2 separate regions of the Mus musculus genome follow, and region 2 is linked to region 1. The links are chromatin contacts, called in public Hi-C maps. All regions are on one chromosome and are shown on one strand. The core of a region is the stretch at or near the end of the contact, and the rest is flanking DNA. Distances in the headings are between cores, read along the strand shown.

Region 1 (6,867 bases), core at 2,756-5,255:
GAGTCTCCCTCACCTTCTCATATATAGAGTGTGGGCTCACATGTACACCAGTGCACATGCGGAAATCAGAGGACAGCACTCAGAATCCACTCTGTTCTGTCACGTGGGTCCCATGGATCAAACTCAGGTCATTAGGCTTGACGGCCAAGACCTTGAACCATCAAGAAATCTTGTTGACCCTTAGACCAGACCTTTTCAAAGATCCTAGGCAGTTATGATGATGCACACCTTTAATCTCAGCACTCAGGAAACAGAGGCAGGCATATCTCTTCAGTTTGAGGCCAGCATGGTCTATAGAGTGAGTTCCAGAACAGCCAGAGATACACAGAGAAACCCTATCTTGAAAAACAAAACAAAACAAACAAAACAAAAAAATGTGTGCACCTGTATACACACACACACACACACACACACACACACACACACACACACACACACACACACACACACATCCCCAGTGGTAGAGAGGAGAGAAGATGGACCCCTGAGGCTCTGCCTATGGACAAAGCTGTAACATTTTACACAAGAAACAAGAAACAAGGACGGAACCAAGCTATCATACTGTTTGGAGTCTAGTCATTCCATGGCTGCGTGGTGTGGCTTCTCTTTGTCAGGTGTGCAGTCTAGCCCACTCACTAAATGTCATTGAGTTGGAGACTCCTATGCTTTCCAGATGTTTTGCAATGATTGAAACAGGCCAGTGTAGACCATAGTGGGTTTTCTTGTCTATATATTCTGCTGAGCCCTATAACAGCCTGGTGAGTCAGACATGGGGAGTTTATTACTACAGATCCATATAGCAGACAGAAGATCAACCTCCAAGCAGGGCATGGTGGTGCACACTTGTCTCTTAATTTTTTAATAATGTACATTTTTTTTTAAAAAGAACTTTACTGGGCATTTCAATCATATCCACTCCAAACTTCGTATCACAGTCCTCTTCCTCTTCCTCTCCCCCCTCCACTTTTTCGCCTTCTACACCCCACCAAGCCCAGCTTGTGCTGCCCATAGAGTTGTAGGTGTGAGGCATCAACTGGTGCATGGTTGGCCACTTAGGGCCACACTCTTAAAGAAAAGCGACTCTTTCTCCCCCCAGAAGCCATTATCTGTCAATAGTCCCTCAACTAGTGGTGTCCAAACCCCTCTCTCCTCCACGCTGGAACGTTGTCTCACTTGATATTGGGCGGGTCTCATACAGGCAGCCACAGCTTGGGTGTGTGACACCAATGGTCCTGTCATGTCCAGAAGACACAGTTGCTTCCCCTGACCTCTGGCTCCAGCCCTTTATTTCTTCAATGGTCTCTGAGTCTTGTGGGGTGGGGCAGGGTTGTTTGTCTGAGGTCACATTTGTACAAGGTCCTGGTAAGGATGGGAGAAGCCCAAGTAGGGTTTAAACTCTTCCTTCCTATGCCACCAGAGACCCCTCTCCCAGATCTTGCAAGTGTGATGTGTAATCTGGTGACAAAGAGTGGGGGTCAGCACTGGGCCCCAGGCTTCCTGATGATTGGATTTGGTGGATGAAGCTCAGTCTTTGCTTCAGGAAAGATAGCGGCCGCAGGGGATACGGTGACCTCATGCTCACAGGTGTGACTTAGCTGCCCAAGGTACCTCCATTTGGGCCACATTCATTTTTTTTTTTTTAAATCCAGTCTCTTTATTTGAAAGCCTAAATCCAGAAGCTAGAACAATGAATCAGCAGAAGTAGCAAGTCCACAAAAGCCACACGGGAGGGAAAGGAACTAAGGACACAGACCTTCCCCAGGCCACCCAAGCCTCTTTTGAAGTGTACAGAATAACAAAATATCCAAAACAAAACAAAACACATGCACAAAACCCAACAGAAGCCAGAGTCTGTGTTTCTCGGGGCTCCTTAGCCAATGGTGTCGCTGAGAGGTTTAAATGGCACTATTTGTTTAAGAGCTAAGCTGGTGCTCTTCTGTGTCTTTCACCGGGAACAAAGCACAGCCCTGGCCTAGGCCACGGGGACAGCCATTAGCGGGAGAAGGAGGGAAGGCGTGTGGGCCAACCTTTCAGTGTGCAAAGGGTCTTGCTTTGTTTCCTCCTTCTCTCAAAGTAATTTCTTCTTGGCAAAGCTGCAGGGTTGAGATATGACTAGATTATATCCAAATTAGAGAGAGAGAGAGAGAGAGAGAGAGAGAGAGAGAGAGAGAGAGAGAGAGGTGAAATCTGCGGGAAGCAATGAACAATGAACAGATGTGCCGTGGCCCTTTGACCTCCTCACCCTGATGACTCCTCTGTCACTGTCCTCACCCGTTCTCACCTGTGATTGCAGATTGGTACTCTGAGCTCAGGCTGAGGTACTTTGAGGTACTTCCAGGTGGAAGGACTCTCAGAATGAGCCAGGCAACACCACCCTTGTGTTGTTTGAATGAACAGGTGACAGGCCCACAGAGCTCCCCTAGGGACCCTATAAAGCTCTCACCCCGAGTTGATAGAAACGTCCACATGGACACAGAGCTGACCCTCCCACCAGCTTTTAGTCCCAGGTTGGCTGCTTCCAAATAGTGGACTAACACAAGTCCCATGAGTAATGTGAGTTTCAGCTTCCTCAATGTGAACTAATAGGAAACTCTCTACCTTCTGGGTTGAGTGTGGGATGGGGTGGGGTTCCCAGAAGTCAGACTATGGTAGTAGTGGGATTCACAAGCTTTTTGATCACAGTATCCCTGCCACTTGTAAAAATTATGGAGCATACCAAAGATGCCAGAAAATTCTATAAAGTGTGTCTCATTGACTACCAGATATCATAGATCCTATGAAAAAGTCCATTTATATTTAAGGTACAAGTGGAGTCTTTGCATACCATGAGTAAAGTCATGGGTTCAATCCATAGGTGTGTGTGTGTGTGTGTGTGTGTGTGTGTGTGTGTGTGTGTATGGTAGAGAGAGAGAGAGAGAACATTTCTCAATATGAAGTATTGAGAAAAGGGTTAACTCCATAGGCCCCTGGCCATTGGAAACCCAGCATCAGTGCATTCAAAACCATTACATAATTCCCTGTCCGTCCATGCTACCAAAAGCAGTGTATAGTGTCCAGAGAGTCGGCTTTCTTTTTTAAGAAATATTTTAAAAAATTTTATGTACATGTACACTGTGTGTGCACATCTTCATTTGTGTGTACACCCGTGAAGATGCTCTCAGAGGTCGGCACAGGATGTCAGATCTTCTGAAACTTTATACGCAGTTGTGGACCATTCATTGTGGGTGCCAGGAACTGAAACTAGATTGGTACTTCTGACTGTGTCATGGGACTGGTGTTTGGACTTTGCGATCTTGAAGTTGATGGATAAATGCCAGGAAGAGAGGATCTGAGGCAGGAATGCCACCAGAGAGGGCAAGTGGAGGTACCAGTGATCAGGACTGGCCAGACTCCCGTTCACGTTCCTATAGCTGCTTTGCACATTGAATCCTGCTGTTGGAAAGCACATGGGGCCACGTGCAGGAGGGAGGGAAGATAGGTGGCCGGCCACCAGGAGTGGAGGGCTTCTGGGATACTCCAGCGACCTGGACCCAAGAACAAAGACTTTTATCCCCAATTCTTTGTGAGACAACTTTGAAAGGACACCTTTGATTCCAGAGTGGCTGTGTGGGTTGAGTGAACTCTTGCCTCCTTAACAAGAAGGCAAAAAACTGGGTGAAGGAAAGGACACTATTAGCCAGCATGAGTTAACGGGAAGGGTTCTGTCTATTTGCCAAATGTAACCACTTTCTTTGTCTTTGGGAAGTTTTACTGAGTCGGTACACTTAGTGCTGCTTCCAAGAAGGCTTTGAGTTTCTCTTAGTCTTTCCTGATGCTTTGTCCCCTGTATAACCTCGTTGACTGAAGTCTGGGGAAGACAAAAGCTGCTGCACACCTCATTGACTGAAGTCTGGGGAAGACAAACGCTGCTGCACACTTTATTGACTGAAGTCTGGGGAAGACAAAAGCTGCTGCACACCTCATTGTCTAAAGTCTGGGGAAGAGAAAAGCTGTTGCACAGCCTTATTGACTTCGGTCCAGGGAAGAGACCTGGCTCACTGCCTTCTTTCCTCATCCATAGGCTGGCTCCAAGACCTATGTGGTGAGTCAAGGCCATGGGTCTGCCTTTGGGCTTCTTTTGCTTCCACCTGTTCCTCTGGTTTCTTCTTCCTGAACCTCAGGTTGACATCTGTCAGAAAATTTGGTAGCCACCAAAGTCAGGGCCCACCTAGTCTGTCTTAACAACAGCGAACAACTCCATCCTCCTCAGCTGCGGTGTTGTCAACAGCAAAGGGAAGGCTGGACCTGAAGTCTCTGGACGTTAGACGCTGGGTGGAGACGGGAGCTGTGAGCATCGGAGGACATCAGTAAGCAAGCAGCATCCTTCCAAAGACCAAGGGCGAGGGCAGGATGAGATGCTCAAACTAGCACCTCATCTACACGCGGCTGTATCTTTACTGATCTAAGAGGACCGCAACGTCATGAGCAATACTTACTTATTTTAGGCTTTGCAGGCCTTGGGATCGCCACTGAGCAATTCCACTACTGTAGTAGGGAAGGCAGTGCGGACAGTAAGTCAGTCATTCCATGGGGAATGTGCTCCAGTCAAACTCGGGGCTGTATTTCAAAAACGGGGGTCAGAAGAACGTGGCGCACAGGCAGGCATCACGTGCCACCCCACCCCCACAACAAGCACTGTCAGGCAACAGCTCTGTGAAGGCAGTTTGCCTCAGGTCAATAATGAAGTAAACTGCCCAGGGCTGGGAAAGCAACTTGGGCGAGGTTACAAATCAGAATGGAGACCCCAAGTGGACTGAGTTCTAAAACGAATGTTGCAGGTCCTAATTTGTCTCCGTGACTTGATTTGCCATGAATCTGAGAACACACTTAGTTCCGGAACACTTAGCAGAGGGATCTTTGACACCCAGGATGAGATTTGAGGGTCCCACCCTCTTCCTGGGACACCCCAGAGAAGCCAGATGTCATCGGCTGTTGCCACCTACACTCCAGATCTTACCAAGAGGGAGGTGGTCACAGCTCCCACGCTGCCAGGATGACTGGGCAAGAAGCAGGGTTTGGCCAACAGCTTCCTGGCGCCCAGTTAAACTTTTGACTTTCCAAATTAGAGAAGTTGAAAGTTCTTCTGGGTACTTTTTTTTTTTAAGGGAAACATGTTGTATTGTTAATTATTTACCAGAAATGGCTCTCCTCTCTCCTGTCCTAACCAGAGTTATGTTCCCTTCAGTTTTCCGCCTCCCAGTCGTTTAACACTGAATGCAGAACTAACTGTTAGGGGTTTCTCCTCTCAGACTAAGGAAGGGTGCACTTGCCGAAGGACAGGGCTGGTGGAAAGGGCTATGTCCTCTCTCCAGAGTTGCTTTCTCTCAGCTGCCTTGAGTCTGATCTGTGGTTTAGCCACCCAGTTCCTCCCGCTGAGTTCCTCTCTTATCTGAGGTATTTTATGGACTCTCTCCACAGAAGCTGCTTGCGTGGGGGTGGGGAGGGCTCCCGATCCCATTGTCACCGAGGTTAAACATTAAAATGATCAGGTTTCCTCCCCACCCCAACCCTGTCACCTTTAAACCCCCTTTTGGGCACACCTCCCCGGCTGAGGCAGAAGGTGCTAATGGCCTGATTTACACCTGTGTAAAGTCAGGAGCAGCGCTAAGGAGCCTGAGAGTAAAGGCCAGGGAGTTGAGGCCACCAGGGAGACCTACACACAACAACTCCCTGGACAGAGGCATCCAACACAACTCTAATCAACTCTAACCGCAGCAAACACTGCTGTAAGCAGTTTCCGAATAGCAGGGAAGGAGTTAAGAGGCTCTCTCGTTGGAGGCACCTCTCCACGCAGCTCCCAGGGCACAGGGCTTAGCCCAGGATCATGTATAATTGATACCATCAGTCTCATGTATACCCATTCCCCATGCTGATAACGAGGGAACATCCTAGCAGAGGCAAGGGCTCAGCATCCTAGGTTGAGGCCATTCTCCAAGCACTCCTTTCAGAATAGGGGGACTATGGGGTACGCTGCAGGAGCCAGTGGTAGAAGAGGGGCAGCAATGACTTTTCTGGGCAATGACATCCCAGTTGTTTTCCAGTCAGACAGATGGGGGTTGTGTTTCTTTTTCATAATCTCCTGCCATGCTGTGTGACCTTGGGATGGTCGGTTACCTTCCTCCACTAAGTTTCCAGACTCATGTCCTGTTCCCGTAATCGACCCTCATCGCTGTGTATGTGGAGGACGGCAGTGACAGTCCCATCTCTTTTGGGATCTTAGGAAGGTTATGTGAGCTTCTACATGAAGTACAAAGGTTTAATTCAACATATTTTCACTTGGGTGAGAATGTGACTCAGTTTACAGAGCACTTGCCTACTGCACAGGGAACCCTAAATATGACCCTCTGCACCACAGAAACCAAGCAATATCACAGCTGGTGCACCTTGGAGGTGGAGGCAGAGAATTACAAGTGGAAGTGGGGTGAGCTGGTGAGCTGGTTCAGTGGCTGAAGGCACTTACTGCTTTTGCAGAGGGCCTGGCTTCCATTCCCAGAACCCACATGATAGCCCACAACCATCCGTGCTTCCCTTCCAGAGGGTCTGAAGCCTCCTTTGGACTCCGTGGCCCTCAGGCACTCCCGTGGTGTACCTACACAAATGCAGGCAAGCACACATACACATAATTAAACTTGAAGCACAAGGTCATCTTGGCCTCACATAGCATTTGAGGCCAGCCTGAGCCATGATGACCCTGTTTTAAAAATTAATTGACTCGTTATCATACATATTTATGGGCACAGTGTGATATTTTCATGGATACAGTGTTTTCGACAGTGCCCTCAAAATATTTCTAAGAGGATGCCCTAAACAGAAACAAGTATGACAATA
Region 2 (6,867 bases), core at 1,490-3,989, 42 kb after region 1:
TTTGTGGCAATTGCTGGCTTCATTGGCATGAAGGGCAAGCTCCACTTTCAGTGGCCCAGGGCTGTTGGCATGATCCCGTCCATTGCACCAAGAGCAGGCTGCAGAAAGACTCTAGGTTTGGACATCTCCAGGTGTTTACTTGTTTTTTTTTTTTTTTTCCTTAGTTCTTGTTTTTTAATTGGTTTCAGATGTGAGTACCCAATAGAGGCCCTGAATAAATAAAACAGATCATAAAATATGGCCAAGCAAAATGGGCAGGAGCAATCCCAGGGTGCATGGAAATGTACTTCCAGAAAGGCTCATAAATAATGAGGTGGAAACAGTAGTCTATTTTCTCTTTAATGGAAAGCCAATTAGGAACTCTCGCTGGACTGGCGGGAAGGAGCCAGGTTTCTTTGTTCTGTCGTGAGCAGGTGGGGGAAGGGAAAGCCACTGGCTTGCCAGAACAGGGCAGTGAAAACACACTGCGCACTGGGCCCCCACAGAGAACCATGGAATAGAACATGACTTCCTAGCTCATGGCCCACCACACTGGTTCCTCCCTAGTTGGGGCAGGACTGTCTTCCAGGCCAAGCTGGGCTGGAACAAGGCACTAGCAGAACTCAGAGAATCTGCCCCCTGCCCCAGCCTTAGGAGGCCCTGAGGGGAGCCCCAGGTGGTGTGACTTCTCATTTGCTATCACTGAGCAAAAGCCAGTCAGGATCCAGTGAGCCTTCTCCTGCCCATGGCTCCTGTTTACTCTCCCTGTCTGCTGGTGTCTCCTCACCCCAGACTGTGTTCCCCAACCAGGCTGGAGCCTTCATGGCTTCTCCCTTGTAGAACACTGTAGACCAAGGCAGAGCAGCCCAAGTGCCCCCCATACTACAAAGGAAGTGTTTATTTGCAGAGTCCTTTAGCTGCTGGTGACAGCCTCAGAAACCAGTTCTCTTAAATCTCAATGACCTCCTTTGGCTAGAGCCTACCCAGTGACTATAGATGAAGGTTGTGGTGGCACCACACAAATGTGTTGGGAGCAGAGGCCTGAGTGAGGTACTTGACTCCAGCTCTTGATAGCTATGTGGCCATGCTCAATGCTTCTTTTCCTTTCTTCTCTTTTCTTTCCTTTTCTTTTTTTCTCTTTTCTCTCTTCTCTTCTCTTCTCTTCTCTTCTCTTCTCTTCTCTTCTCTTCTCTTCTTCTCTTTCTTTCTCATTCTGCCCCAATCTCTGTCTCTGTTTCTAACTCTCTGCGTCTATCTCTCTGTGTCTGTCTCTCTGTCAGAGGGCAAACTGCATTTCTTTCTCTTCTTCCAACATATGGGTTCTCTGAACTCAGGTCATGAGGCTCTTCATGTGCTAAAGCCTTTCAAGTTTAACTGCTCTCAAATTGCAAGTATCTAGGGTGAACTTAGTTCCTACTTGACGGGTATCAATAAATATCAATGGTACCTCCAGTAGTTAATGTGACAGGAAGACACTGTGGCTACCAGACCTTTGGATGAGCCCCTGTGGGTTCTCATGAAGTCCACCAAGGACTTGAACATGTCACTGCTTAGTTTCTGTCAGGATGTCAGCTTGGAGCATGGTGGGAACGATGCTATTTGAAGTCATGGCTCAGGGTGATTCTGGTGTGATGCTACCAGAGGAATAGCCATCAGGTTCAGCCTTGGCAGCTCTAGGCTGGTGTTGCTCAGGGTGGAGAAGGAGGAGGCCTGGAGTTGGGGACATCTGCTGTGACTTTCTGGCTGGGAGTTGAGGGTTATCAGTGGTTGCCAGGGGAAACACAGACATGGGGTCGTGGGGAGACGTTTTTTGCATATATCCTCAATCAGACTTGGTTGTGTTTTCACAGAGAGAGAAAATCTGCGGAAGGTAAGGTCTCAGGATGTTCACCACCTGTGGGACATGGTCACGTTCCATCACTTCTTCAGGTCACTTGCTCATCAGGACAAGGGGAAAGGAGTGAGCTAAGCCTAACACCACTCCACCCATGTGCTTTGTCCCAGTTTCTCCATGATTCCGGTGCAGGACCTGGGGCTCACAAAAGTCATGGAGCAGTGCCTGCCGTGGGAGTCTGCATTCTGTTCGGGTGGAATAGAAACCTACTGTTAAAGACCCACGACAACCAATCAAGTCCCGTGCAAGGACACGGCTGAGATCAGTGTGGGGCTTGGAGTTAGCAGGCAAGTGTGGGGATCTCCTGGCCATGTGGATGAGTTTAACTTGTTACTCTCCAGGTTAGGGATGCATCTAAGTTAATAGAATACCTGCCTAGCAGGCACCAAGTTCTGGGGTTTGACCCCTAGCAGTATATAAAATCAGAAGGTTGATAAATTAAACGTCATTCTTGGATACATAGTGCGTTCGAGTCCAGATGGGCTACATGAGACTTTTCTTTTTAAATTACCCTCTTGGCAAGAGAAAGTTCCTGGCTCAACCTGGTTTGTCTGGCCAGACCCTGCCTGTGATAAGCTTGGTGCTTTGGGGGAGAAGTCATTCCAAGGAGAAGTCTGTGCTGGTAGGCCTGTAAGCGGAGTAGATGTCCATTGGTCAAACCAGTTGGAAGCTTGAGGGCACAACTGGATTCTGACAAGTGACCTAGCAGTCTGTGTGGTAGCTGGCAATGTCCACAAAGCACCCTTCACCTCCAGGGGCCTTGACTTCTCTGTCCGGACCTGTGGCTTCCTCTTTGTTACCCCGTGATGCTGGCATCGCCCGGGAAGGGTTACTGCCCTGTCCGAGAGGAGATCACTCTGTCCAGGGTAAAGAAAGGGAAGTGAAAGCAACTGAGGGGCAAAACAGAGCGAGCCAGCACCACGGAGAAGCGCGGCAGCTCTGTGGTTTTCTCAACGTGGGAAAATGACAGCTCTCTCGGAAGGTTTGTGGGGGAAGAGGTCAGAGTTCAAATATAAAGAAGAATTAAAGATGGAGGAACCATGAGATATCTTCAAAAGCTGCCAACGGGGCTAAAGTTCAGTGGGAGACTGCTTACACAACACACAGGGTTCTGGAGCCAACCCCCCCCCCCCGCACCCCCACCCCACGGTGCTGAAGTTTATTTATATGTTTATTTTAATATTTTTTTTTAATTTTGTGAGAAAGAATCTCATTGTATACCCCTGAGTGGTTGGAGCTCACTCTGTAGACCAGGCTAGCCTCAAACTCACAGAGATCTTCCTGCCACTGGCTCCAGAGTGCTGGGATTAAAGGATTGGATCACTCTCTGGAAGTCACTGCTGAGCTGCCATGAGAGAGAGAGAGAGAGAGAGAGAGAGAGAGAGAGAGAGACTGACTTTGTGATTCAAATGTATCAGAGATAACAAAACATTTAATCAATGAAAGGCTAAGCTGAGAGTTGTAGAAGTAGAGCCACATAGAAGGGGATGTCCAGCCAGTGACCCATGCTTGGGAAGCTAAGTTAGAGCTCCAAGGCTGCTGAGACAAAAGAGAAAGATGAGGTATAGCTAATATGAATTTCGTTGTCTCATAAGACAAAGAGACTCTGTAAGCCATAAAACACAGATCTCTCCCAACTGAAAATTAGGAGTTGTTTGGGCATCAGACAGCCCATGGAAAGAGTCCATGCTAGTCTCACTGCGCATCAGAAGAGCGGTGTGAGTTCTATGGCCGCCATTATGTGGGTTCTGTAGGGTGAAGAGGTTCCCCTCAAGTGCCTGCCTTGGGCTTGGAAAGGTCCTCAGAGGTTGTCAGGGCCCCCCTCTCCTTTGTGTTGTCTATGACACTGTGTTAGTTCTGAAACCCTCCCTGTTTCTTACTTCTGGAATGGCTTGCAGAAGGCTTGGGTCATTACATGGCACTCAGGGAGCAGGCATGGTAGAGAAGGGGGTGAAGGGCATGGCTTCTCACTCAGGCTTCCTTAGCCAGTGACATTGACAGCAGTCTTTCCTCTGTGGCTCCTGCTTTTCTGGATAGGGCCTTGGAGGTGCAGGTTAGCCAGGGTCTCTGTGTCTCCCTGGAGACTGTCATTTTCTTCTGTCCCTCTGTCCTAGGGTCCTGTCATTAGGCTGTCTCTGCTTTTTTTTAGCCCTTTGATTACTTGAAGAAACAATTCCTGCATTGGGGACCCTCAGTTTTCAGTCCCTGGGTACCTTCTGTCTCTTGGGTACATGTTACCTGATGCACCTGTAATTGCTGTGCACTCTTGACCCTCACCACCCCAGGAGTGCCTGCCCCCCACTCCCAGTCAGAACCTGCATTCTGAGTACTCAATGTGGCCCTGCTGCATGGGACCCAGATCAAAGAGCAAACTAGGAAGGGCTTTCCAAGTCCAGGCAAAGCCACACTCAAAGGTTTGTCATTTGTCACGTGTGTGGTAGAGTCAGAGACGAATGAAGATGTTGCCTCATTGGAGAGAGTCTGTTTTATCCATGATATGTAGTCCTAGTACTTACCCCAGCTAGCGTCTTGAGGAAGTGAGGGGTGCGAATGTGCGCATGTACACACCCAGGCCTTCAAGGAACCTCCTGGCACAGCTCCTCTGAAATCTCTGGGAGTTTTTGATTCAGCCACAGTCTCTCCTGAGGGTGTTCCATTAGAATCCCTGAATAAACAATAGACAATTTTACCTGCTTGTAGTTTCTGTTTGCAAACCCAGTCTGTTGAAAGGAGAGGGTAAAGGAAGCTTGCCCAGGCGCTGGGAGGAGCAGCCAGTGCTCAGGGGCCTAGAAGGACTAATCCGACTCACCAGAGTACAAGAGGATTCCCAGGGTGTGTGGGATTTGTTTGTTTGTTTTGGTATTTCGTTGGAAAGTTTCAAGAAGAACATACTTGGGTTTTGAAGGACACAAAAGCAGAGCTGACTCCATGGCCTTATAAGCTGAGCTGTGAGCATAGCGGTGTTCCCAGAGGGGACCTCTTCATGTTAACATTTTTAACTATGGGGGCCAGAAACATGGGCCAGCAAGTAAAAGCTCAGGTGGCAATGTTAACCTGAGGATCTAAATGCAAGCCTGAGATCCTGAGGTGGGAGGCCAGAACCAGTCCTGAAGCTTGTCCTCTGACCTTGGGTCGCATGGCACAATTGTGAGAGCACACACATACATACACCTTCCAGCCTTTCCAGAGCATTAGAGTTTGGTTCCCAGCATCCAAGTCACGTGTCACAAAATTATTCAGAATAATAATATTCGGAATCACTGAGCACAAGGCCCTATACCAATGGTGTACTCATTAGTGTTACAGAAAATCTGCCTCTGGGCTGTGGAGATGGTTCATGCCATAGTGTGGTCACTGTGTAAGCATGAGGATTTGAGTTCAAGCCCCGGAGCCCAGGCATGAAGAGCAGAGAGACAGTGTGTGCTTGCAATCCCAGTGCTGAGGAGGAGGGGACAGCCCACCCCACTTAGTGATCTCTAGGTCAGTGAGAGACTACATCTCAGAAAACAAAACAAACAAAACAAAAGAAGATGAACGGCATTCTGAAGATTGACACCTAAAATTAACCTCTACATGCACATGTACACAAATGAGCCTGAATCTGTATGGACACACACAGACATATACACACATATACACATATACACACATACACACATATACATATACATACATACACATATGCACACATACACACAAATACATATACACACATATACACACATCACATACACACATACACACACATACATATACATACACATACAAATGCATACACACATATGCACACATATACACACATATACATATACACACACATATACATATACACACATACACATATACAAATATACACACATACATATACATATACACACATATACACGCATACACACATATGCACACATACACACATATACACACATACACATATACACATACACACAAGCACGCATAGACACACATACACATATAGACACACAAGCACACATGGACACACATACACACATAGACACACAAGCACACATGCACACATATACATGCATATACATACACACATACACACATATATGCACATACACACATATACATATACACATATATACACATACACACATATACACACATGCACATATACACATACACACATACATATACATACACATATACACGCATACACACATACACACAAGCACACATGCACACATAAATACATGTACACACACACAATCTGCTTCTAGGGTGGGTAGCAGGTACCTCTAGGGCATATCAAGAGTCCTCTTCTGGAGTTTACTAGACCCCATGTTCATACCCCTTGGCCCCTTGGTTCCAGATCTTTGCCTTCACCAACATAATTCTTCTTTGCTCTGTGTTAAGAATTGAACTTCAGGCTTTTTTTTTTTTTCTTTTTCTTTTCTAAAGGGTCCTATGACTCACATAGTTTGAAAACCAGTAGTTAGACAAACCACACCACACCACACCAGGTTCTTTGTTGTAGGGATTCGTCTTATTTCTGAGGGCCCCAGGTGACCTGCTGACCTGGGGTGTCTCCAAAGCTAGGTAATAATAGGCCATGCTCTAATCTGAAGAGACTCTACTGTATTTGCAGAGAGCTTTGAAATGTTCTGGGAAAAAAGCTGATCAGATGTGCAAGGTATTATATTCAGGGAGAGAAGCCCTCCCAACTCTTTATAAACTGGATTAAGCCCGTTTCTAAGGGCTGCAGGCTGTGGGATCTTAATCCCACTCTTATTCCTGACTGGCCACCTTCCTCTTTGTTTCCCGAACCTTCCTGGCCAGGGCTGGGACGCCTTCTCAGGCAGCCTTCTCCCTGCCAGCACCTGGGGAGAGCTAAGGAGCTCTCCTGCCCTTGCCCCCACCTCACACACAGTACATTTCCTTCTCACAGGCTCAGATCTGACGGAGGATGGTGTGAACACTGTGGTAGTTCTGGCACTGTGCACTTAGTGACACTGCCCTGCCGGAGGAGCAGC

The links. Hi-C and Micro-C count contacts between places; a contact is called where the count stands out from the background.
Region 2: a Hi-C map of bone marrow-derived macrophages shows a contact between it and region 1, with 71 read pairs. The contact joins the enhancer-like site here to the promoter of 4930552P12Rik in region 1. A contact is called at or near these places in 1 of 15 datasets of contacts at CTCF or cohesin (the NIH/3T3 cell line), 9 of 484 Hi-C or Micro-C datasets (ECoMG-derived neutrophils, bone marrow-derived macrophages, conventional dendritic cells and 4 more), 7 of 115 datasets of contacts at active chromatin or transcription factors (bone marrow-derived macrophages, double positive thymocytes, embryonic fibroblasts and 3 more) and 3 of 9 other capture datasets (adipose tissue, bone marrow-derived macrophages and liver).

Annotation. Positions count from the first base shown.
Region 1 is chr19:55,699,342-55,706,208 of GRCm38.p6, reverse strand. 4930552P12Rik (RIKEN cDNA 4930552P12 gene) reads left to right here and starts at 4,005. Exons shown (of 4, transcript NR_045318.1): 1 at 4,005-4,081. It overlaps Gm41871 (a long non-coding RNA gene), which reads right to left and starts at 5,066. Exons shown (of 3, transcript XR_877940.2): 1 at 4,997-5,066; 2 at 4,476-4,596; 3 at 3,582-4,324.
Region 2 is chr19:55,656,218-55,663,084 of GRCm38.p6, reverse strand. The region is part of intron 2 of 4930552P12Rik (RIKEN cDNA 4930552P12 gene); the gene reads left to right. Among named protein-coding and RNA genes, the nearest start is that of Gm41871, 41 kb to the left of the region's middle. Within about 2 kb of position 2,739, at least 39 of the 459 cell types and tissues checked have an H3K27ac peak or open chromatin away from gene starts, as enhancers often do. A contact at or near this core is called in bone marrow-derived macrophages and peritoneal macrophages, where this site is marked.